7 separate regions of the Mus musculus genome follow, and regions 1, 2, 3, 5, 6 and 7 are each linked to region 4. A link is a contact called in public Hi-C and targeted proximity ligation data. All regions are on one chromosome and are shown on one strand. The core of a region is the stretch at or near the end of the contact, and the rest is flanking DNA. Distances in the headings are between cores, read along the strand shown. Region 1 overlaps Cpeb3 (cytoplasmic polyadenylation element binding protein 3). Region 2 overlaps Myof (myoferlin). Region 3 overlaps Myof (myoferlin). Region 4 holds the start of Exoc6 (exocyst complex component 6). Region 5 holds the start of Cep55 (centrosomal protein 55). Region 6 holds the start of A330032B11Rik (RIKEN cDNA A330032B11 gene). Region 7 overlaps Myof (myoferlin).

What was found. A called contact is a pair of places that touch in the nucleus more often than the background predicts.
Region 1: a contact with region 4 is called in a Hi-C map of pro-B cells, with 5 times the contacts expected there. A contact is called at or near these places in 6 of 484 Hi-C or Micro-C datasets (the HPC-7 cell line, the N1E-115 cell line, embryonic stem cells and 2 more) and 5 of 130 datasets of targeted methods (embryonic stem cells, large pre-B cells, pro-B cells and 1 more).
Region 2: a contact with region 4 is called in a targeted proximity ligation map of trophoblast stem cells, with 8 times the contacts expected there. A contact is called at or near these places in 5 of 39 promoter capture datasets (the 3T3-L1 cell line, the C10 cell line, the HPC-7 cell line and 2 more), 77 of 484 Hi-C or Micro-C datasets (the 3T3-L1 cell line, 3T3-L1-derived adipocytes, B cells and 46 more), 31 of 130 datasets of targeted methods (the 230-238 cell line, the HPC-7 cell line, the NIH/3T3 cell line and 20 more) and 1 of 9 other capture datasets (embryonic stem cells).
Region 3: a contact with region 4 is called in a targeted proximity ligation map of pancreatic cancer cells. A contact is called at or near these places in 1 of 484 Hi-C or Micro-C datasets (granulocyte-monocyte progenitors), 13 of 130 datasets of targeted methods (T-cell acute lymphoblastic leukemia, acute myeloid leukemia, bone marrow-derived macrophages and 9 more) and 1 of 9 other capture datasets (embryonic stem cells).
Region 5: a contact with region 4 is called in a targeted proximity ligation map of embryonic stem cells, with 16 read pairs. A contact is called at or near these places in 16 of 39 promoter capture datasets (the 3T3-L1 cell line, 3T3-L1-derived adipocytes, the C10 cell line and 11 more), 31 of 484 Hi-C or Micro-C datasets (the 63-12 cell line, B cells, the C2C12 cell line and 24 more), 24 of 130 datasets of targeted methods (the 230-238 cell line, the NIH/3T3 cell line, astrocytes and 14 more) and 2 of 9 other capture datasets (liver and macrophages).
Region 6: a targeted proximity ligation map of microglia shows a contact between it and region 4, with 9 times the contacts expected there. A contact is called at or near these places in 2 of 130 datasets of targeted methods (microglia and pancreatic cancer cells).
Region 7: a targeted proximity ligation map of embryonic limb bud shows a contact between it and region 4, with 3 times the contacts expected there. A contact is called at or near these places in 1 of 39 promoter capture datasets (hippocampal neurons), 13 of 484 Hi-C or Micro-C datasets (B cells, the C10 cell line, the C2C12 cell line and 10 more), 15 of 130 datasets of targeted methods (the NIH/3T3 cell line, bone marrow-derived macrophages, craniofacial prominence and 11 more) and 1 of 9 other capture datasets (embryonic stem cells).

What each region holds. Positions count from the first base shown.
Region 1 is chr19:37,058,010-37,061,036 of GRCm38.p6, forward strand. All of the region lies in intron 8 of Cpeb3 (cytoplasmic polyadenylation element binding protein 3), which reads right to left. Among named protein-coding and RNA genes, the nearest start is that of A330032B11Rik, 110 kb to the right of the region's middle.
Region 2 is chr19:37,934,082-37,937,245 of GRCm38.p6, forward strand. Myof (myoferlin) reads right to left here. Exons shown (of 54, transcript NM_001302140.1): 33 at 2,233-2,414; 34 at 1,980-2,138; 35 at 1,766-1,864; 36 at 679-840. Among named protein-coding and RNA genes, the nearest start is that of Gm52397, 50 kb to the right of the region's middle.
Region 3 is chr19:37,957,884-37,960,949 of GRCm38.p6, forward strand. It overlaps Myof (myoferlin), which reads right to left. Exons shown (of 54, transcript NM_001302140.1): 20 at 3,037-3,066; 21 at 1,831-1,955. Among named protein-coding and RNA genes, the nearest start is that of Gm52397, 27 kb to the right of the region's middle.
Region 4 is chr19:37,549,148-37,552,309 of GRCm38.p6, forward strand. It overlaps Exoc6 (exocyst complex component 6), which reads left to right and starts at 1,271. Exons shown (of 22, transcript NM_175353.2): 1 at 1,271-1,418. The coding sequence starts at 1,318.
Region 5 is chr19:38,053,449-38,056,574 of GRCm38.p6, forward strand. It overlaps Cep55 (centrosomal protein 55), which reads left to right and starts at 1,593. Exons shown (of 10, transcript NM_001164362.2): 1 at 1,593-1,869.
Region 6 is chr19:37,172,432-37,175,395 of GRCm38.p6, forward strand. It overlaps A330032B11Rik (RIKEN cDNA A330032B11 gene), which reads left to right and starts at 1,412. Exons shown (of 3, transcript NR_045329.1): 1 at 1,412-1,602. Cpeb3 (cytoplasmic polyadenylation element binding protein 3) reads right to left here. Exons shown (of 11, transcript NM_001290827.1): 2 at 1,536-2,554. The coding sequence starts at 2,543.
Region 7 is chr19:37,906,276-37,909,299 of GRCm38.p6, forward strand. Myof (myoferlin) reads right to left here. Exons shown (of 54, transcript NM_001302140.1): 49 at 1,312-1,453. Among named protein-coding and RNA genes, the nearest start is that of Gm52397, 78 kb to the right of the region's middle.

The sequences.
Region 1 (3,027 bases), core at 517-3,016, 490 kb before region 4:
TTTTTTTTTTTTTTTTTTTAAGATTTATTTATTATTATATGTAAGTACACTGTAGCTGTCTTCAGACACACCAGAAGAGGGAGTCAGATCTCATTACGGATGGTTGTGAGCCACCATGTGGTTGCTGGGATTTGAACTCTGGACCTTCGGAAGAGCAGTCGGGTGCTCTTACCCACTGAGCCATCTCACCAGCCCCATTTTTTTTTTTTTTTTTTTTTTTTTAAGATTTATTATTATATGTTGGTACACTGTAGCTGTCTTCAGACACACCAGAAGAGGGCGTCAGATCTCATTACGGATGGTTGTGAACCACCATGTGGTTGCTGGGATTTGAACTCAGGACCTTCGGAAGAACAGTCAGTGCTCTTACCCACTGAGCCATCTCTCCAGCCCCCTTATGCAACTTTTAAATATAACAAACATAATGTTCAAATTTGAGCATCACTGTCCTACACCAAAGTACTCTACTGAGTGATGAACCGTTATTGTTTTGAAAAGGTTACTTCTACAGAAATTAACTTTAAGTAGTTAAGAGTAAATTTAATAGTAGCAAATTAGTTAATATATTTAAATATTAAACAGATGTCCGAAGAATTAAAAGTTATCAAACTAACCTTAATTAAATATATGTTACCAAATCAGTTCAGTTATATTTACGATTAATAAAGAGTAAAATACTGGATCTAAATTAAAAACTAAAATTTTATTTACTGAAAACGAAAGGTGATTAATAGAATTAAGTGCAAGCCAACTACTAAGAAAAACATTAAAAGTGCAACATGGATCACTTGTTTAGACATAAGGCATATAAAAATCACTAACTAAAGAGTTCAATGAAAATTAACAAAAACTTCCAAATTAAAGTGTAAATGTACATTTTTGTTCTATCTTTAATAACAGAATAAAAGAAAACACAATGGCCTTGCACACTGGCACAGGCCTTTAATCCCAGCACTTGGGAAGAAGAGGCAGGCAAAAACTCTCAAGTTTGAGCCTCGTGGTCTACATAGAGTTCTAGGCCAGCCAGGGCTGCATGGAGAGACCCTGTCTTGAAAAAAGAAAAGAAAAGAAGGAAGGAAGGGAGGGAGGGAGGGAGGGAGGGAGGGAGGGAGGGAAATGGAAGAACAAATAGAAAAGGGCTTCAAGTTTTTTGTTATGTGTGTGTGTGTGTGTATGTGTGTGTGTGTGTGTGTGTGTGTGTGTGTGTGTGTGTGTGTTCGAGAGTGTGTGCATGCACTCAAGTGTATTTTAAAACATCATTTAGCCTTCCTACAATTCTAGAATTCTCTATTTAGATTCAAATTAGTGTAGATCACTAATTCTGGGCACTCATTTGGAACACCTTGCTTTATACTTCATCCTCCTGGTTACCACTGTACGTTATAAACGCCCACCACACAAATATTCTACTGCAAGGTGTCTTGTTCCATCTGTTTTTCCCAAAGGAACTCAAAAGTCAGCACTGCAGTTCCACGGTCAGCTCAAGTACCAGAGCGGATACTTCCTCCCCAGTCATCTGGCTGTTAGCTCTCCCCTACAAAGCTCAGAGTTGAGACACAGTCAACTCTAACCCCCTTTTGTAATTTCCTGAGCTCTCCCCCCATACCCTTCAAAGTCCCTACTCTTCAAGAAAAAGACTATTTTTCTCCCCCCAATCCTACAATCCTTTCATTTTACATGAAACAGAACAACAATAGTGCAGAACCATCAGGAATGCTCTCCACAGCAAGTGGCAGCATCCCAAACTCATCCAGCCAGGATGAGTCAGCTAAACCAAGTCCCCTGACATATAGCTGTAACGGCTGTGTCAGTTGAAGGGATGGACTCCGACCCATGTCAGCTGTCAGCAATTCTATTTTAAGTACCACAGCCCTCACCAAATCACTAAAGTGTGACAGCAGAAACAGAAAGAGTCAGCAGAAGCAGAAAGAGTTTATAGTTTGTAAAGTGTCTTTGCCTCTTTCATGGTATAAGGGCTCTTTTTATTATTAAACACAGAAACTAACAGCCATAGCAGCAGTATTTGGGGAATTAAACTTTTCAAAGCACATATATATTTGGTATTTCATTTTGAGCTAATTTTCATTTCTTAGATAGTAATAAACAAATCAGCTAATTTCCAAGAGTAGATGCCATCTATTAGTCTCAAGTGTTCTTCTGTACCAGGCGACAACCCGGGTAACTCTCAAGAGAAGGAGAAAGAACAGAGCCTGATAACTGATCAGTCCTTGGCTTTGGTAAGAGATCTGTATCCTACATGGCTCTGGGGCTGCAGGCCAAAAGCTGTGACTCTAACCCTCTAACTCAGCTGTTCTTCTCAACTTGTGGGTTACAACTCCTTTGGGAGTGGAATGACCCTTTCACAGAGGTCTCCTAAGACCTTCGGAAAACACAGATATTTACATTACGATTCATAACATTAGCAAGATCATAGTTGTGAAGTAGCAAACATGAGGAACTGTATTAAAGGGGCGCAGCATTAGGAAGGCTGAGAACCACTGGTCTAACTGATCCTCAGACAAAAAAACAAAACAAAACAAAACAAAAACGCTCCAGGGAACTTCATCAAAAGAGTCAAAATTCTTTCTAGACAGGGAGCAATAAATAATACTGGGAAATTCTGTCTTGTGCTTCCAGCATGCTCCAGGTGTTCCACCAGGTACAGTAAGTTAAGCCCTGCAACGTGCGCTAAGCTGTAGTGCTCACTCCATGCAAGGCTTCATAGCCCGTCAGGGGCCGTCAACTACTAATGAAGCATGGCATTTTGTGTACTCTTTCATAGGGATGCTTAGCAAAAAAAAAAAAAAAAAAAGAGAGAGAGAGAGAGAGAATGAACAAATGATACTACAAAAAAGGTTATGTAATGCATACCCTTGAGTTAGTAAAGTCATTATTAATGAAATACTACAGTCAAAAGACGCAAGCGAACCCTTTCCTGACCAAGTCATAACATCGGCACATTCTTCTCCATCCATGACTCCCAGTCTCACATACTCCCTATGGCATCTCTCAGAGTACCTGCAGCTC
Region 2 (3,164 bases), core at 455-2,954, 390 kb after region 4:
CCATCTTTATATGTCCTTATTGTAATCTTTTACATATCAATGCAAAGATGAATTTTTTTATTTATAAGAATTAAGGTTTGCTGGGTGGTGGGGGTACATGCCGTTAATCCTAGCACTCACTAGGCAGAGGCAAGCAGATCTCTGAATTTAAGGCCAGCCTGGTCTACAGAATGAGTTCCAGGACAACCAGGGATAAGCAAGAAAGTTAAGAATTGAATTTCTTTCAAAATGGACAAGTTGGGTGGTTTTCACAAGCTCTAGTTATAACAGGTGGAGGTGTGTGAGTCCCATCTGACACCTCACAATTCTGACAATAAACTTCAAAGGATCAAAGAAGGTTCCATAGTATGGACTCAGACACAGACTATTAGGGCCATGCCACATCACCCACACGGAAGTCCTCCACAGCTGTTCCTTCCTAGACATCCAGATCCTAGTGGAAAGTTCTGGTCCACGTGCATTCGCACTAGTTAACAATCTGGCCTTGAGGGGTTCACTAAGAGCCTATAACAGAGACCAAACACTTTCTGGAGAAACAAGCTCTGCTCATAGAGGGGCCATTTGGAGCTTTCAGTAACTAACTACAGATGACCTAAGGAGGGAGAAGTCTCCGGCACATTTACTATAAGGCTGGGTTTTCCCACTTGCGTGGGCTCGTGCAGAGTCTAGATACTGTACCACTTTCATGAAGAGAACAGAACTTGGGAAGTTGGGTGTCTTCTTAAGGCTTTTGATCACCACCGATTCTACTCTCTCTCCTCCGCATTCCACCACCAGGCTGGGTGATGTGACAGAAGCCATCTGGTAGTTTTTCATATTTCTTAAGCCCCAAGCTAGGATCTGGGGAAACAAGTTAAAGAGAAGGGAAGTAAACCTGACATATTACACACACACAGATGCACTCACACACATATGTGAGCACACACATACACACAGAGAGTCACATGCACGCACACACACACATACACACGTGCACACACATATATGGAAAAATCCAATCTCAATCACAGAACACAGTACAGTCTTTAAGATGGAGCGATGCACATTCGTCTAAAATACCAGTGCATATTCTCTTCAGGTGCCTGTGGAAATGCAGAGAAAGTGGTTTTGGCCCTTCCCTTTTGTCAGAACTGCTGTAAGTGCTGCCGAGTCAGTCAGCATCTCTAGATCTCACCTGCAAACAGGACTCATGTGATCCACTGGGGGTGGGGAGTGGGGGCAATCTGGAAGATCAAGTCTAAACCTCTTGCATGGTAAATGACCTGCAAGCATTCCAAACTGGTAGCAGCTGTTTGAAGCTCCCTGTGTCTGTTTTCGAACGCACAGCAAAACAGAGGCGCTAACAATGCTTCCCTTATCAGGACCCCGTCTATCTAGCTAAGAGGTTATCTCCACCAGCCTGGGTCTGCCCTAATTATCTCCCTGGTCGCCACTGTGGGCTGCTTCCCCCACCCCCACCCCCACCCCCGACCTCCTGCCTCCTTTGCAGACCTTCTCCTTGTTCACATGGCACTTTCTCTTGGGTTATCTTCTCTTTCTCTGGTGAATTCCCCCCAAAAGAAAGAAATCCCTGAGATCTGCTTCTTATTGCTTTGTTAAGATGTCTACTTTCTATGACTATTTATTTCCATTGGGGGAGGGTGTGAGCCGATTTTATAGGAAGTTAGAGACAGCAAGAAAGCATGCAGCACAATGCATGCCCTACACTAATGGTCCTTGACACACCCTTTGGCTTGGTCAAGTAAAACTCAGAGAGAATACATACCTCAATGGCAGTGAGCTGAACCACAGGCCTGATCCCCTGAGGGACCATGTATAAGTTTGGTGCTCTTTGAGAGGGGAGGATGGGAAGGTTGGAGCCATCCTGTGGAACAAACGCAGGCTGTCAACACTTCCCTTTCATTAAAGCAGAGAGTACCTGGAATGACTGAGGTGCTCTAAGCAGCTCGTGGAATCCATGAGCAAGAACAAAGCGATACCTTGTTCCTCAGAATCAACTCTGCTGTTACGAGGACATCCCCACAGGCCTTGTCTCCATTCATAACAGGATGCCAGAGAAGCTTAGGTGTGATGTCCGTTTCTGAGTTCAGTTTCACCAAGGGAGAGCAAATGCTTCGACCTAAAAATTCATCTTTGCCCTAGAGAAGGAAACCCACACTGAAACTCCTGGTCAAATAGCCCTGCAGACGACTGTCATGCCCCCAAGTCATCATAAACTGTCCTGTTACCTACCACTTGGTCATTGTCAAAAAGTTCTATGGTAACGTTGGGTGGGTTCTGTAGAACTGTTTGGGGTTCCCCAAAGATTTCAACCTCATCGAATATAATGGTTTGGTCCCAGGTGGGATTCAGGGTGGAGTGGATGATCTCAGTGGTTTTGCTTCGATGGAGGAAGGAGACATGGGCGTATGGATCTATGCACAGAAAAAGATATTAACAGTAGAGTCTCGGAGAAGTCGAGCTCCTATGACAGTGCGTTTCAACCAAAGACTTTTCATCTGGACATAGTGGTCATATGTTTTCACCACCCCTTTGAAGACAAGGAGTTCTGAAAGCGGGGCACCACAGAGGACAGTATCATGGTGAGAAGTGCCTAACCGAAGGCCCTGACATGTGCAAAGGATTGCTTCTCTGGAGTGCACTTATCCTCAGCAAGGTTCATTGGGCACACAGTCTTTCACATACATCATCTAGAATACAAGCTTCGCAACCAGACACATCTGGCCTGCTGTGCCCCCGTGACCTTGAAAGAAAAAGGTTTAACCTTTCTAAGCCTCCGTTCCTCCCTCTTTGCCACAAAAGTAATTTCTGTTTTCCTATTGAGTAGAAAATGGGATGACATGAACATGTGAACTGCCTAGAACAGAGCCTATTATCCATTTCATTGGTAAATACCGGTTATTTTTATATTTTTGTTTCTATGTTTTTGATAAACTGACAAATATAAGTTTATTTTATGCTTTTGTTTCTACTGTTATCTATACAGAAAGTTTTGTATTTGTATTTGTATTTGTATTTGTATTTGTATTTGTTGTATTTGCTGGGTTTCAAGAATATAGCAGTAACTAGGAAAGGTTTAGTTGTTCTCAGAATTTACAGCTTGCAACAGGACTAAAAGTTTTCTTTTGCCCCACTGATAAATCTTGTATCCAACTGGGATACAA
Region 3 (3,066 bases), core at 143-2,642, 410 kb after region 4:
AAAAAATATTTCATGTCAATTTCAACTTTATTTTTACAAATATTAATTTTAAATTTTATAAATTAAAACCTATAAATTTTAATTTAATTTTTTTCATTTTTTAATTCTATATGCACGAGTGTTTTGCCAACATGTATGTCTGTGCACCACACATATGCCTGGTGCTTTTGGAAGCCAAAAAAAGAGCAACAGATCCCTTGGAATGGGAGCTATAGGTGATTTTGAGCTGCCATGTGAGTTCCAGGAAGAGAACCCAGGTCCTCTGGAAGAGAAGCAAATGTTCTTAGTCACAGAACTGTCTATCTATTCCCCTCCATTTCACCTTTACGAAATGGGAAATTACACTGAAGTTCAATTATCCTTCTATATTGGTGCTCCCACCCCCGACACCTGGAGGCCTTTTATTTGTAAGTATGTTTGCCTCGTCATGGTCTGCGGCACTCCCTGGGGCTGTCAGCACGATGAAACCAAGTGATGGGTTTGAGCTGCATGTTCAATCTGGGGCTGATCACCCCACACTCATGATCACTCGCTGCCTGTGAGGTTCAGGACGATCTGCCCAGATCTGTAGTCATCAATGATTTCAAATTCCCCAATGCAACCATGCCCCTCACCACAGACAGAAGCCAGACTGTGACTTTGGAACCTAATAAAGACCTGGCACGTGCCTTGTTGCTATTCTTGAGGGCATCAGCCAGGACATTCACATGCACCATTTTGGTGAAAAAGAAAAGTGGTAGAAATATATATATCTTTGATATAAAGCTGCCTGTATATAAAAAAGCAATAATTTTTTTGTTATGGAGTTTTTCATCAGATATTTTCTTATATATCTTGGTCTATCATTTATAAAAATGATATTAATATAAACTGAAATTATTTTATTAATGTATTTTAATCACATATTAATGAGATTAATGTGATATTTCCATACATATGAGATGGATTGATTATGTTCAAACACCTTTTTCCCCCACACTCTAAATTAACATTAATGCTGAATGGATTTTTATAGAAGTAACTTAGTATCTTAAATTAAGTAGAAATGTCCCAAATGTGGCACCTTTCTCCTCACTGTTGTAGCCTACCAATGTCAAGAAGACGATCAATCACATGCCTGCTCTTATGCAGGTCTACCAAAGGGACCCCCACCCCAACCAGAGGGACCCCCACCCCAACCTCCTCCAGGCTTCAGAGGAGTTCCCCGAGTCTGAAGCAAGAGCAGAGACTGGCAGCCCTGGTTCTTCCCATAGCAGAGACTATCTCTGTAATAAGAGCAAAGTTGTACAAGTTGCACCCGGCTACTGGAACAAAGCATCCTTTATATGCAAATCCTCTGCCCAGCCTTCTACATCCTCCCGTCTTTCTCAGTAAGAAAGCCTTTCTCCTGGCATGTGCTCACACAAACGTAAGACTAGACTTCCTCGTGGTGGGTGTGGCTGTAGGACTGGAATTCTGGTGAATGGAAAGTGAGCAGAAATCTGGGTATGACGTCCTAATTTTCCCTAATGAGGGGCTCTTGTCACCTTCTCATGTGTTTTCCTCCCTTTAGGCTGGAGGGTGGATGTCCTAGTGAGTTGTCTCTAAGGGATGGACTGAGGTAACTCCTTAGTTCCTTAGTAAAGGTTAGGACAGCCATGGGGAAAGAGTGGGCACCAGTACCGGTGAACTTCTACAAGTTCTGGACCATTTCCTCAGTTGTTACTGAATTGCTCTATTGTTGACCATTGTGTGTTTAAGATCTTGTGCTACAGTTGCCAAGCTTGTATATTACCTACCCCGTGCTTACCTTACTGTCTGCGAAAAGGAAATGCTGGACAGATAACTCACCAGCCGTTCTGCCATGACTAGGAGAGTGTTCACTGCATCCAGGCGGTGACTAATATCCTCCCAGTAGGAAGTCAGGGTGACCACGGGCTTCGTGTGGGCCCAAGGTAAGTAGTAATAGTAGTTCCCTGGTAAGGAGTGTCAGGAGTCAGTGAACAGGGACACTTGAAAAGGACAGCATATTTGTTACATAGATGTGTGAACAGAGCTACCCATTAATCCACAGGCCCGGGGAATGGTCTTGGCTAAGGTTTGTTTGCTGTTTGGGGAGCTGGAGATTAAACCCAGAGCCTCATACAAGCTAGGACAGTTCTCTACTGCTGAGCCACACCCGGGCGCTATTCTGACTCATCAATTTTAATCAGGCAAGCAACAGAGAATAGATGCTTTATTCTTTTATTTTGTGAACCTTTCTAAAACACCAGCACAGGGAGGACAACCATCTTAGGAACAATTTGTGGTTCAGGATCACACAGCTGAGCACCCATGATGGTTACATCATATGGCATGGTAGAATGCAGAGCACTGGAGGTTAGACTCACTGTTTCTCTGTGGAACTGTGCTTTTAAATGATTGCTTTTGCTGAAAGAAGAGCAGTCCCGCCCCACACCCTGTTCTTCGCAAACCTCGGCTGCCCACATGGGGTTGGCATGACTCGGAGGCTTTCTGTAATTAAGACTAAATGCCTCACATTTTCTGGGGCATTTTATGTCTTAAATTTGCTCATACAAAAAAATTTAGATAAAAATATAGCAGTCCTGTTGGGCTGTTTATGTGTACCGGGCCATATACACAAACATACAATTAAAAAGAGAAACAAAATCTTTTAAAAGAGAGCTGGGTGACAGGACTGGGTGAGCACTGGTGAGAATCAGCCTGGCTTTTCCAGTGTCTGAGCCAGAGTGCCACCATTGTCAACCACCGAATCTAAGGGGGATTTGCAGTTGGTTGGGGTGCAGCTGCTTTAGGGAGTGTGGTATTTAGTGGGGTCATCATCTTGGGATTTTATGAGCTCTTGTGTCCAGCCTGGGACACTGTTCCACAGATTTAGCAACTATTATGGGTACCTAAAATCCAATGCTCTTTCTTAAATTGACTAATGAGATGCTGAGGATAATGGCCCTCGGAGCGAAAATACAGTATATGCTTCTTGTCCTGGGGTGTGCCCTCTGTACGCATGAATAAGAGAGAACTTCACACCAGTCTTACCGTCAAATACTGCACGGCTGTATTGAGTGG
Region 4 (3,162 bases), core at 21-2,520:
ACTTGAGTCATTTTATGCTCTGGCATTTGTTACAGAAATAATGGAAGTTAATATAATATAGGATGTAGTACAAGGTAGATACCACAGTTATTAGCAGCTGCGGCTGGGGACACTGAGATAGAAAAGTATTAAGTTTTGCCTAGTGTCACATGACTGAGTGGGGTTTGGGACAGTTGTCTTCAGAGGACATGTTCTTAATTGTTTCTCAATATCATCTCCCAGGATTTCTTATGGGGAGGAAGAGGAGGAGGAAGAGGGAGAAAAGGAGAAGGAGGAAAAGGAGGAAGAAGAGGGAAAAAGCTGGTAGTAGAGGCCCAGGGAAGAGAGTGAGTCTGACAGCTGGCTCGTGCAAAGCCTGCCTGACTCACAGGGAAGCTCAGAGCTCCTGAACTTAGGGAGAGCAGAAAATTAGTTGTCCCTCTGGCTAGGTTTGAACTCTTTTCTGACTAATCTTCCATCAGTGCTTTGATCATGACAAGCTGGTTTACACGGTGTCCTAGATACAGGTTGTTAAGCAAGCCTCTTTTTCTACATGTGTCCCTTTGCTCAAGCCACCTGCCATTTCCTTCTACCACTTTATTGCTCATTCTTTCCCCCTAGAAGTCTATTCCCACCCCAGCCCAGCTACCACTCCCTGGGAGCGCTTGGATTCAAGAGCTTCAGCATGAAATCCAACATTGCCCTGGGCCTCTTTTCTACGTTGCCAGCAAGCGCCTTAGTCTTGTTCTCATTTTCCCTCATTTTGATAGTTTATGTCCAATATGACTAACCTCGGTGAACTTGCATCCGGCAGGGGACACGATTTTTTCAGAGCAGTCGAGGTATAGAATTTTTGTTTGTTCTTAAAATAAATCTCAACGACACACTCAGTTTTGATTTTCGGGAAAGCATTTGCTTTTCTCTGACTCCCCACTATTTAAAGCCCATCAGGTGCTCAGTAGCTTCTATCACTATTACTGAGGGCGTGTGACCGAGGGTCACCTCCGTTATTGCTAGGGTACCTGCAGTGCACAACAGCACACACTGCACTAAAACATCTCTAGATAACTAAGGGCAGGTCGCGAGGAAAGATGGAGGTGGTGGTTCCCCTCCCCTCCCGGCCACCCCCCCCCCCCGCCCCGATCCCCACCCTCTCCAGGTCATCCTTACCTCCCCAGGGGCGGGCTCCACCCGGGCGGGCCCCACCCACTGCGCCCCACCCCTCCAGGCCCCGCCCCTCCCCGCCCCGCAGCGCCGCGCCGCGCTTGCGCCACCTGCCGCTCGCTCCTGTGGTCCGCGCGCCGCCGCGCCCGGCCGGCGCCTCCGCTTCCAGCCAAGATGGCGGAGAGCTGCGAGGCTCTGGGCACGGTCCCGGAGCACGAGCGGATCTTGCAGGAGATCGAAAGCACCGACACCGCCTGCGTAGGGCCCACCCTCCGGTAAAGTTCTCACATGCCCCGGCTTTCGGGCTGCCCTGACCAGGGACTCCTTAGGAGCCGGGCGGGGCGTCCGCTGCCGGGTGCGCGCGCGTCGGCCCGACAGGTGGTGCGCGCGGGGGCGGGCGCTCGTGGGCTGCGGGACCCGGAGGGCCCGGGCACCTGTCACCGCGCCGCCTGTGGGTGTGGCTGCCAGGGTGTCTCTGACCCGGAGAGCCGCCCCAGCCTAGGGCCTTGATGCCCCAAGGCCCTGACCCCTAGGCGGAGGCTGTCTGCTCTGTGCTGGGGACGAAGGTCACCTGCAGGTGGCCGGCGTGACTGATCCCGGTGCCAAGTTGCGCGCTGATGGAAACCCCAGCGCACTGACTGCTCTGGGCGTGGGAGAATTGAAATTGAGCGGGAGACGCCAGCACCTTTCTCCCACGCTGCAGCACCCTTCTCCCCGGGCGAGACGCGAGCGTGGGCTGACAGCTCGAGTTCACGCAGGGGTGACGATGCTCTTGGGACAGGAAGCTTTTACTTATTGACAAACGTTATGTTGATTTTGTATTAAAATTTCAGCGTATTTTAAATGGATCCAAACCCACTCTCTTTAGGAATAGTACCAGTTAATGAATAGTCCATACCGGACGGAATACTTTCTGCCCCCATAGACTGGTACTGGTACAGAGCTATTAGCCATTAACACTAGGTTAGACACTTCAAGGATTACAATTTCATCTTTTGCAATTAGGATGAATGAACTTGTGGTTCATTAAGGGAATTTGAGACGGATTGTGCTTTGTCAGTAGTCTTTCTTCAGGACACACTTCCTGGAAATGGAATTCTGTTTTCTCACTGTAAATGTAGATAAAATGAAGTCAGTTCAACTTGTAAATTCACTTTGCCCCAGGGAGCCAGATCATGTGGTGTGTTTCTTGTTTCTTTCTCATAAACCTGTCACTGATGACTGAAAAAATCATTTAACCCCCTTGGCCTTGTTTTTGTATTTGTAGAACGGGGTGGGGTTGGGGTGGGGGTGGGGGTGGGAAGTTGTTTAGAACATGAGAGATCTTGCCCATTTATTCTCTACCTCCAAGCACTTAATAGGCAGGTTATGTTTTTTTATTACAGAAAGTTCCTGCTATGATATGCAAAGGCCTCATTAGTATCTTTTAATTTTCTTTTTCTTTCCTTTGTTTTTGTTTGCTAGACAGGGTTTCTCTGTGTAGCCCTGGCTATTCTGGAACTCACTTTGTAGACCAGGCTGTCCTCAAATTCAGAGGTTTACCTGCCTCTGCCTCCCATGTGCTGGGATTAAAGGTGTGCATCACCAATGCCCAGCTCCTTATTGTTAATTTTCTTACATGAATTTTACATATACAGTAGTTTAAAATAGGAGTCAGACTCAAAGAAAACTTTGTGACATCTAGATTCCACTGAAGGACCTCTCCAGTCTCATAGGACAGCCATTCCTTAATGTGTTCATGAAGCAGTTCATTTGCCAGGGGTCAGGAAATGCACTTTTGTCTTTGGTAGCTACCCAGCCAGTGTGGACTAGAAAATGAATCCTCATTGGTATGTTACCCCTGGTTTTCAGGAGGCTGGAAATCAAGTCCCTTTGTTGGACCCTAGGAATGATACACATCAGGACTGGCCATCACCCAGTAGGAGTGGCTTATAATAGAGGTCAGCAGTTTAACGTATTTTGAGACTATTTCACTATATTGCCTTGGCTGTCCTGGAACACACCATGTAGATGAGGCTG
Region 5 (3,126 bases), core at 343-2,842, 500 kb after region 4:
ACTGAACACCTCACGGCTCTACATAAAGAAGGTAAGATGTGCAGAACCAGGACACCAGAACAGGCTGCTCTTTGGAACACGGGGTCACCCAGGCTCCACCTGTTTGGGGCCCACATACCCCAAAAAACACCCACATGCCCTGAAAAACAGGGCAAAAGGGAAAGATGGACATTGAAACGCAAAAGCCTGCTTGCCGCCTTCTAGTGTGCCACCTTGTGGTTAATAAGACTATTCCTTTCTCCATCTGTTTCTCCGTTCATACTTCAGGCGGGAGGACTGTGTAAATAGAGAATTCCAGTATCTTGGATTGCCATCTTCCTGCTTTAAACAAATAAAACAAACTGAAATTCCTTACATGGTTTCTCATCCACTAGATTCAGTAACAAATGGATTTGTTGTCTTTTACTTAACAGTGCCTAACTACATTTGTTAAACTCTAGCCCTCGCAGCCACACTACCAGATGGTTATCTGCATCCTGGTATAGATCAGGAAACTGAGGCTCAAGGAAGTGAAATGTTCTCAAGGCCACACATCTATTAAGAGGCATTCAGGATTTTAACCCTTGTACTACATACATTACCTTCATAGGATGCTTTGCTACTGATTTTTTTCGCTGTAAACTTCTGGTATGCCTAGGCTAAGTCTAAGAACGACACGCCATAAGCAATTGTTTGCTTCAAGTTCTCAAGACGCTAATCAAGACCCTGATGTGACCGATAAAGACCAATAAAGACACATCTGCCTGTAGGGCAGCAATCTGGAATCGCTGCTGGGGCTCACAATCTCGGTTTTCAAACTGGGAGTTTATCAGCTCCCTACAGCTTCGTTCCCCATTGCTCCGCCCCTGAGTTTGACAGGGTAAATGAGTGGCCCGCCCGGAAGACTAGGAGGTTGTGCTCTACCTCACAAAGAGAAATTGGTTCCCAAAGAACATAGACCAGTCAGTCCCAGGCGAGGGTCACAGAGCTTGTCCTATGGATAACAGCAGGGTCCGAACACACAGAGAAAAGCAAGCAGGCCCAGATTGAACTGGTCCTCCGACTCTGTCCTTGGCTCCGCCTCCACCACGCCCACACTCCCGCACACCCACACCCACACCCACACCATCACACCCGCCTCATTTCACACCACGTTTCCACAGACACCCTCTATCTTCACAAGGTCCTTCTCTGACCCGGCCGGCACGGATTGTAGCTCCCGTCAGGCTCTATGTCTTGCTCGCCCTTACCTTCCCCACTCTGCCCCTACCCGTCTGCCCGGCTAGTTTCGATCCCCTCCCTCTGATTCCAGAGCCGGTCTTCGCCCCGCCTGCCGTCGGGTTCCAGACCTTGCCCCGCCCCTCCTCTGGCTCTAGACTCCGCCTTTGCCCCGCCCTCAGGCTCCTGGGCCCTCCCTCTCTCCTCCATCCTCAGATTCCAGCCTTCACTCAGATTGCAGGCCCCGCCCTCTCCCGCCTTTCCTCAGATTGCAGACCCCGCCCTCTCCCGCCCGTCCTCTGATTGCAGACCCCGCCCTTCGCCAAGCCGGCAGTGACGTGACCCGCCCTACAGCCGCGGGATTCAAACTCCCGGAAGCGGTGTCCTGGTTGATAAGTGGTCTGCGGCGGCGACGCGAGCGCTGTGTTTGTCTCAGGTAGTGAGTGGTCCCGGCCTCGGCCGGGGAGGGAGGGGAGGACAGCCGGGGCTCGTTAGCCCCTGGGCAGGACTAGACCTCCCGGGAGGAGCGCTGGTGAGCAGATCACGCCGCAGGACTCCGTCTCCCCTGGCTGGAATCGCTGGAACACATGCTGGCTCCCTGAGAGACCCCGCGCTGCGTTCCTGTCGACCGCCGGCCCGCAGGCCATCCTTTCGGCTCCTTTGAACTTGGCGGTATTATCACTTTCTTAACAGAGAGGTTACCGCGAGGCCAGTGACCTGAGCCAGGTCTCTCAGGTCTCCAGTGCGGTCAGCCTTTGCTTAGCAAGCGCTTCTCTTTGCAGTTTTTTATTTTCCTGCCTCTTTCCTGACCCCTCGTAGATTTGGGAGATTTACTGAACGGAAATGCTTCTTTAGACTCCTGACCAGAATGACTTAGGTCCCTTCAGTCGAGTCAGAGATTTCCAAGCAGCTGCCTTTAAGCTCTTGTATGCCCCCCCCCCCAAAAAAAAATCAAAACACAGTTCTTTTGAACAGTTGTTGATTGAAAAAGAAAATGTTGTGAGCAGATAGTACTGACTGCTAGCTTGTGTATGTATGGTGAGTTCTGTGTCCCATATTAAATTTAAGAGAGCACATCCTGAAGGAGATTCCACTAGGACTGGGTAGGGACGTTCCCGAGTAGAAGAACTTTAAAAAAAAAAAAAAAAGAACTTTATGATCGATTGGAATAGAAAATACTGGGAAAGGAAAGACTAGGTGAGAGCAGGATTGAGATGAGGAGGAGTGTGTGCTGGGTCAGCCTAGACAAGAGTCAAGAACACTAAGTTTTTAGGAATCCTCTCCAAAAGTTAGGATGCAAATGTCCTGAGGGTATTTTCAAACTGTTAAGTCCTCCTTCTGACGTCAGCAGAAGCCCAGGGAGAAACGTTTGTGGTAGCAGGTTCCTAAAACACGTTAACTGTGCATTTGCCTCGGCAGATTGTACTAGCAATTTTACTTGGTATTTGTCAAGATAGTGGGCAAAACCAGGTTGAATGCATTAATACAGATTTCGTTCAAGTTTGTTTATGCAGTTCTATTATTTTTAGGCTGATTTTATACAGGACAACCTCACACTCACCGCCCTAAGTAGATTTTCTTGTAGTGGTAGCTTTTATGACTATTAGTATTAATTACAGTTTAAGAATATGTGAATCTCCTTTTCTTTTGTTGTATTGCTGTTGCCTGCTACACTGTTCTGAAAGCTTCCTAGCATCCGAGACTCTATGTTGTTTCTTCTTCTTTCTGTTGCTTTAGCCAGCTTATATCCAGTCCCGATTAGGTTACCTGGTAAAAAGGCTTTGTAGTAATAGTCTGTGATTTGTTTAAACAGTTTTGTGCAGCTAGGCTGCCTTCAGTCTATGCAAATGAGGCTGGCCGTGAACTCCTGCCCATCCTGCCTCTACTTCCTGAGTGCTAGGATTATTAGCCTGTATCACCATAGCTTTG
Region 6 (2,964 bases), core at 162-2,661, 380 kb before region 4:
GGAACTAGGTACCAGCCTGAGCACCACCCAGAAAAACCCAAACCCAAACAACAAAACTCTCCTAAACACAATTTAGAGCTTTCATGGGTCTCCTTCAACTGTTCAAAACAAAAATTCTGGCTCTAGCCCAGAGACATCCTTTCAATAATCCCATTTCCTTCGAAATGATACAACCCACCCCCCAAACATCGGAAAGGTAAAAACCAGCAAACTGACGGCTCCATCTGTGCCAGGTTGAGAGCCTTCAACCTCTGTCAAACTGCCAGGCTAGCGTCTGTCAGCGGGGGCCGAAGGATTCCTTTTCTTTCCTTTTTGAGACAAGATCTTGTAAGAAACACAGACCGAGCTGGAAGTCCCAATCTCATCGTCCAGCCTTGGTGGTGAACTACAAGCTGTAACCACCACACCCAGCCTTTCTCTTGTAGGGAAGCTTATGGCCAAATCACTTCACAGGCCCAGGGTAAGTGCCTATTAGACAGCAAAGGTTCCCAATGAACACACACACTCAGTTCCCCTTTCTGATCCAAAGGCCCAGGATCCTGTCTACTGCTGTGGCTACAGACCACATGAAAAAGCAACAGAAACAAGGACACTTTGTCCATTCAATCTTTTCGTCCGGGGCACTTCCTGGATTTTTCATTGGCATTTAATACCGAGGGACAAGACTCATTTTTCATTAAAGTTGCAAGACTTTCACTTTGCCCAGTTTCAAATGGTGTAATTGATCTGCATTGTCTTAAATAACCCAACTGGTGAAGGACACTGCAGCTTTAAATATTTCAGTGCTAGTTAGCAAATAGACTCCATTGCAATATGGCTCTGAAGGTCGTGTCCTATTGTCTCTCTCCTCTGGGGGAAAAATTTTTTTTAAACCTTCTTTTAAGTAACATGGGACTAGTTCTCCCTAAAATTTCCACTCTTTCCACTTCGATCCCTTATAGTTCCGGGTATTCATTGGATTCTCACACTCGTAATTTTCCTGCCAGGGCAATATGCTGATTATTAATGATTCCAGCACCTTAGACATAAACACATGGGTTCACATTAGTTTAGTTGGGCATAGGCAACTATTTGAAATAGCACCACTCAAAGGCTGTTAACAAACCAGGGTGATTTGGGCGTGAATGGCTTTTGGTCCGCACCTTGAGCCTAGTATTGCGTAACCTGAAAATGTGTAGCTACTTAAAATGATAGGAATCTCAGCCTACTCCTCCTGGGACTACTCCCGCACCTGACTATACACTTGCGGCTTAATTTGTCAAAGAAGGCCAAAATAAAAAGCACAAGCACAGTGAAGGAGGAAATGAACTGGGGGAAAAAAGCCCTTTCCTACCCTCAAGCAGTCACAATGTCCACTCAACTTCGCCCCCACCCCCACCCAGATTGGATGGAATGGACCCGGTGAACCAGAGGATTTGGAGGGTGCTGGAATTTGCTGTGCCTTCTAAATAACAGCGAGTGGACCAATTAAAATAACTAGGAAGAGGGGAGAAACATGCGAGAAGAAGGAGTGTGCAAGAGCACAGGGACTTTACCTGAAAAGGCAACAGATTGTTACCATTATCGGTCCGGAAAGCGTTATCCTCCATCCAGGACTTGGAGGTGAGCGGGGCTGCACGAGGGAACTTGGGTGGAGCGATCACATTGCTGGAGAAGGGCTTTTTGAGCGGCGAGATGGGGTTAAGCGGGGAGGGTACCCCCACACCTACACCCACGCCCACGCCGACCGCGCGGCGAGGGTCTCGGCCCGCCTGCAGGCCACCCCACGGGTTGGACGGAGCACTCCAGGCGGCGTTCACGCTCTGGTGCGTGTTCCAGCTGGACGAGGCCGAAGAGGCAGCGGCCGCGGCCGCAGCAGCCGCGACCGCCGAGGATGAGGACGGCTTGCTGGTCATGATGGGCTGGTGGCCGTAGGCAGCGGCGCTCCTCTGCGCATAGGGCGCCTGGCTGGGGCTGGCGGGCGAGCGGCGTTGCTGCGAGGGCTGCGCCTGCGGGGGCTGCGCGGGCTGCGGCGGCTGCGGCGCGGGCGGTGGAGGCTGCTGATGGTGCTGGGTCTGCGCCAGGCCGATCTGCGGCGAGAAGGTGCCTCCGAAGACCGGGTTGACGTGGTGCGGGAAGTTTTGGAAGAGCATGGTCCCGTTGACTGGGGTGATCCCCTGGAAGAAGCTGTCCTCCACCGCGTTTGTAGTGCCTGTGGACCAGGTGCTGCCGAAGGACGGCGACAGCGACGCTCCGGGCGCCGTGGGCTCCTGCGGCGGCGGCGGCTGCTGAGGGGGCTGATGGAAACTCAAGCCCGGCAGGAGCGGCGACTCCATCTGCATCTTGTCGGGGCCGTTGGGGGCTGGCGGAGCCGAGGCGGGGCTGAGGGCCGGCACTGCGCTACTGTCTTCGGGCTTGGGGATCTCTGAGGAGAGGGGCGTGGACGGGGCTTCAGCTGCGCCGGGCTCGGGCTGGAGCTGTTGCTGCTGCTGCTGCTGCTGCCGCTGCTGCTGCTGAGACTGGGGCTGGGTTTTGCTTTTGTCCATCAGTAAATCATCCTGCATGGTTTGCGCAGCTGAAACGGGAAGAAAGAGAGATGCGTTATTGTCAGTGTGATCATGAATGCCCCTCACTGAAGCGGGCGGGTGTTTTACTTGCGAAAATCCAGTGCCACCGCCACTAGCCAATTGCAATGCAAATCCATAATCTCGCATTTAGAAGAACAAGTCGGGCTGGGAGGGGGGTGGGGGGAGCTGGAGGGATCGAGCAAGGTCTCTAAAAATACTGTGAGAGCGTCTTCACCCTTTCTGACGTCTCGGCCCCTTTTCTGTGTTAGTGAGAGATGTGCTTATAAGACAGAAAGACAGCAATTTCGCCACGTCTCTTTTCCCTTCACCGGAACTCAGAGCGTTCACCCTGCAATGAGAAACTGATTCTGGTTCCTGTTTTTTCCCAAGCACCACCCTCCCCCAGTTATTTGCATAC
Region 7 (3,024 bases), core at 521-3,020, 360 kb after region 4:
GGTCCTATCTGACCCCAGACATCCTCACCTGTCCTGCTCTGCCTCACCTCTGAAGGGATGCACAATTCAACACTAATTAGAGCCTCTGAGCCTCTGGAAAGTCCCCACCCCCCACCCTACCCCACCCCGGTAGACTCCATTCCACCCTTCACAGGCAAAGTGCTTACTACAGCAGCCACAGAAAGGTCGGATATCAGAGGGCAATTGGGACTTGGGGTGGGTGCATTTTGTAGGGTGTAAGGAGACGGTGTGAGTGGATGGAATAGACTGATGGGGTAGGAAAGGCAGGATCGAACAAGACATCTATTGGGATCATAGGATTGTCTACCTAGATTGCAGACCCCAGGCTTTTCTTGGAGAACTTTTCCTTCCCCAGTTGGTACAGTCTGGGCAGGGCTGGGGCTGGGGTGGGATGGTGTAGACAAAGACAGACTCCATCTCTAGCGCCAGTGCCTGGCCCGAGTAAGGCATCCTGGGCAGCAGCGCTTGGTTCAGGGAGAGCCACAAGTCTCTAGATAGGTGGAGGTGGAGACCCTGAGGCCCAGTTCTAGAATGCTGGTGGATGCCCTCCTGGCTCTCTTCTTCTATCTGTGCTGAAGGAATATAGGTGACCGTGTGGAGTGATGGCTACCGTGTTTCCTCCCCTAGGGAAGAGCCTGCCTAGAAGGGAGGTCCATGGAGGACAGAGAGCAGTGGGAGGAGAATGTGGAGCTAGCTTCCAAAGACATTGCTTCTGCATGGCCTCCAGACATTCTTAAAATGAGCCAACCTTGGACTTGCTAGGCCTGGCAACCAATAAATCACATTTCTGGTCTAAGTTCTGTAACGGAACGTCTTTCTAATTAAATCCACTGGGGCCCTCAGTTCTCCTAGAAGTGTTTCTGAGTGAGGGAACACAGATGCCAAGGCTTAACAAGAGAGGCAAAAAGGGACACTTCACCTCTAATATTTGGCCTGTGTTTGGCCTAAGACAGAGAATAGCCATCTATTCATTCCGTAAAGAACACATGTGTACAGTGGCTGAAAAAAAAAAAGGCCTTTGTTCTATAATGTCTCTTGTCTTGCCACCAAGAGCCTAGCAGAAAGGAAGCTGCAGTCCTCATAGCCCTAAATACGCAAACAAATACCTGTCATAGCTATGTGACCACGGGCAAGGCTTTACCCCTCTGTGGGTCTCAGATTCCCTGTCTGTACCGAGAGGGAGCTCGAGTCAGTGACCTCCCAGGTCCCGAGCAGCCCTGACCTCCTCTGACTTTCTGAGTCTAGCAGACCTGAAACGTCCACACCCCGCCCACATCTTTCAAGGCTTACTTTTTTAGCGACTATACAGAGCTGCTCAGCAGGGAGGTAGTCAAATGGGAAAACAAATCTCCAGTTAAAATTGCCTTCACCATCCAAGGACCTGTAGTGGACATCTGTTTTCTGTTTGTTTTCTTCGCTGCCGGAAATCCAGCTGTAAAGCAGAGGCAAACAGACTCAGTTCGCTGTGATTGACAAGGGATCTAGCGGGGCAAAACTTCAGTGATTAAGGGGGTGGGGGTGGGGCAGGGAAGAGCAAAAGTGATGCATTTTCTCTGGGCAGGGTCCAGTGATCCACAAGCTGGGGGTGATTTATGGAAGGGAGGCACTCGGTTGCATCCAACTCAGCTTAGAGCCAAATAAAATAGAATTCCTTTAAAACCAAAGCAGGAAACCCTTTAGACTGTAGTTAGCAGGGCTAAGGTGAAATTTTCTGGAAAATATCATCAACAACGTAGCTTCTATTTTGGGTAAGCTGCAGCTTGCCGGCTATGATTGTGGGCTTCACAACTATGACTCATTAGCATCTGTCATCGGGGCTGGTAGGCTCAACGAATGCAAGTTAGCTCAAAATGTTAGCATTTCCCTTCACATATTTTACTTAAGCAAACAAAAAGAGGCACCCAGCAAGTAATCTTGCAGCTTCCTTTTTTATTATTCTCAAAAGTCACCGTGATCTCATTAATGAGACGGGCAAGGGAGAGGCAAGCTGTTATTTCCAGATGCCTAGCTGAGAACACTCCTCTCATCCGAAGCATCTTAACTGATATCGTTGGGAACCTTGTCTTTTGCTTGTGCCTGGCACGGAGTGGATATGAGATCAACTGTCTGTTGATGGAATGAACGGTGTGCGGAAGGAAGCTGCAGTCACATACGCCTGCCTCTGGTTTAAAACTCAGAATTCATTTTCAGCCAGGCGCGGTGGTACGCACACCTTTAATTACAGCATTTGGGAGACAGACAGGTGGATCTCTGAGTTGGAGGCCACACGGGTCTACAAAGTAAGTTCGAGGACAACCAGAGAAACCTAGGCAGAGAAACCTGGTCTTGAAAACAAGATTGCAAAATAGAACAAAACAAAAGGAAAAAAAAAAAAAAGAATTGATACTTTTCAATGGGCAAAGGGGTCAGGCTGCTAGGATCAGATGGGAACTTTGAAAAGTAACGATTCCTAGTTCCACAATGAAGCTTTTGGACTCTTGGGTCCCACCTGTCCTCTCTGCCAGTGATAAGTCGGTGGGAAGACAGAGTTCAAGATTGTCACTCAGGGAAGCCGATTCTCAACTCAGGCTTACAATGTTTCTTTCTCCTCTCCTCTCCTCCCCTCCCCTCCCCTCCTCTCCTCTTCCCTCCTTCTTTCTTCCTTCCTTCCTTCCTTCCTTCCTTCCTTCCTTCCTTCCTTCCTTCCTTCCTTTCTGGTTGTTTCCGAGACAGGGTTTCTCTGTGTATCCCTGGCTGTCCTGGAACTCACTCTGTAGACCAGGCTGGTCTCGAACTCAGATATCCGCCTGCCAGTGCTAGGATTAAAGGCATGTGCCACCACTGCCCGACTCTTAAACTTTTCTTGACCCAGCCCTAAAAACTCACCACCATATTTGACCCAAGATCTCTCTGTCTCTTGGGCTTTTTTTTTTTTTTTGAACCTTCTCTTGTTTTGATTTTAAGATATGTTAACTAGGAAAGCATCTTTAGCTGCATGTGCTTGGGTGTGAGCATGTATCACTT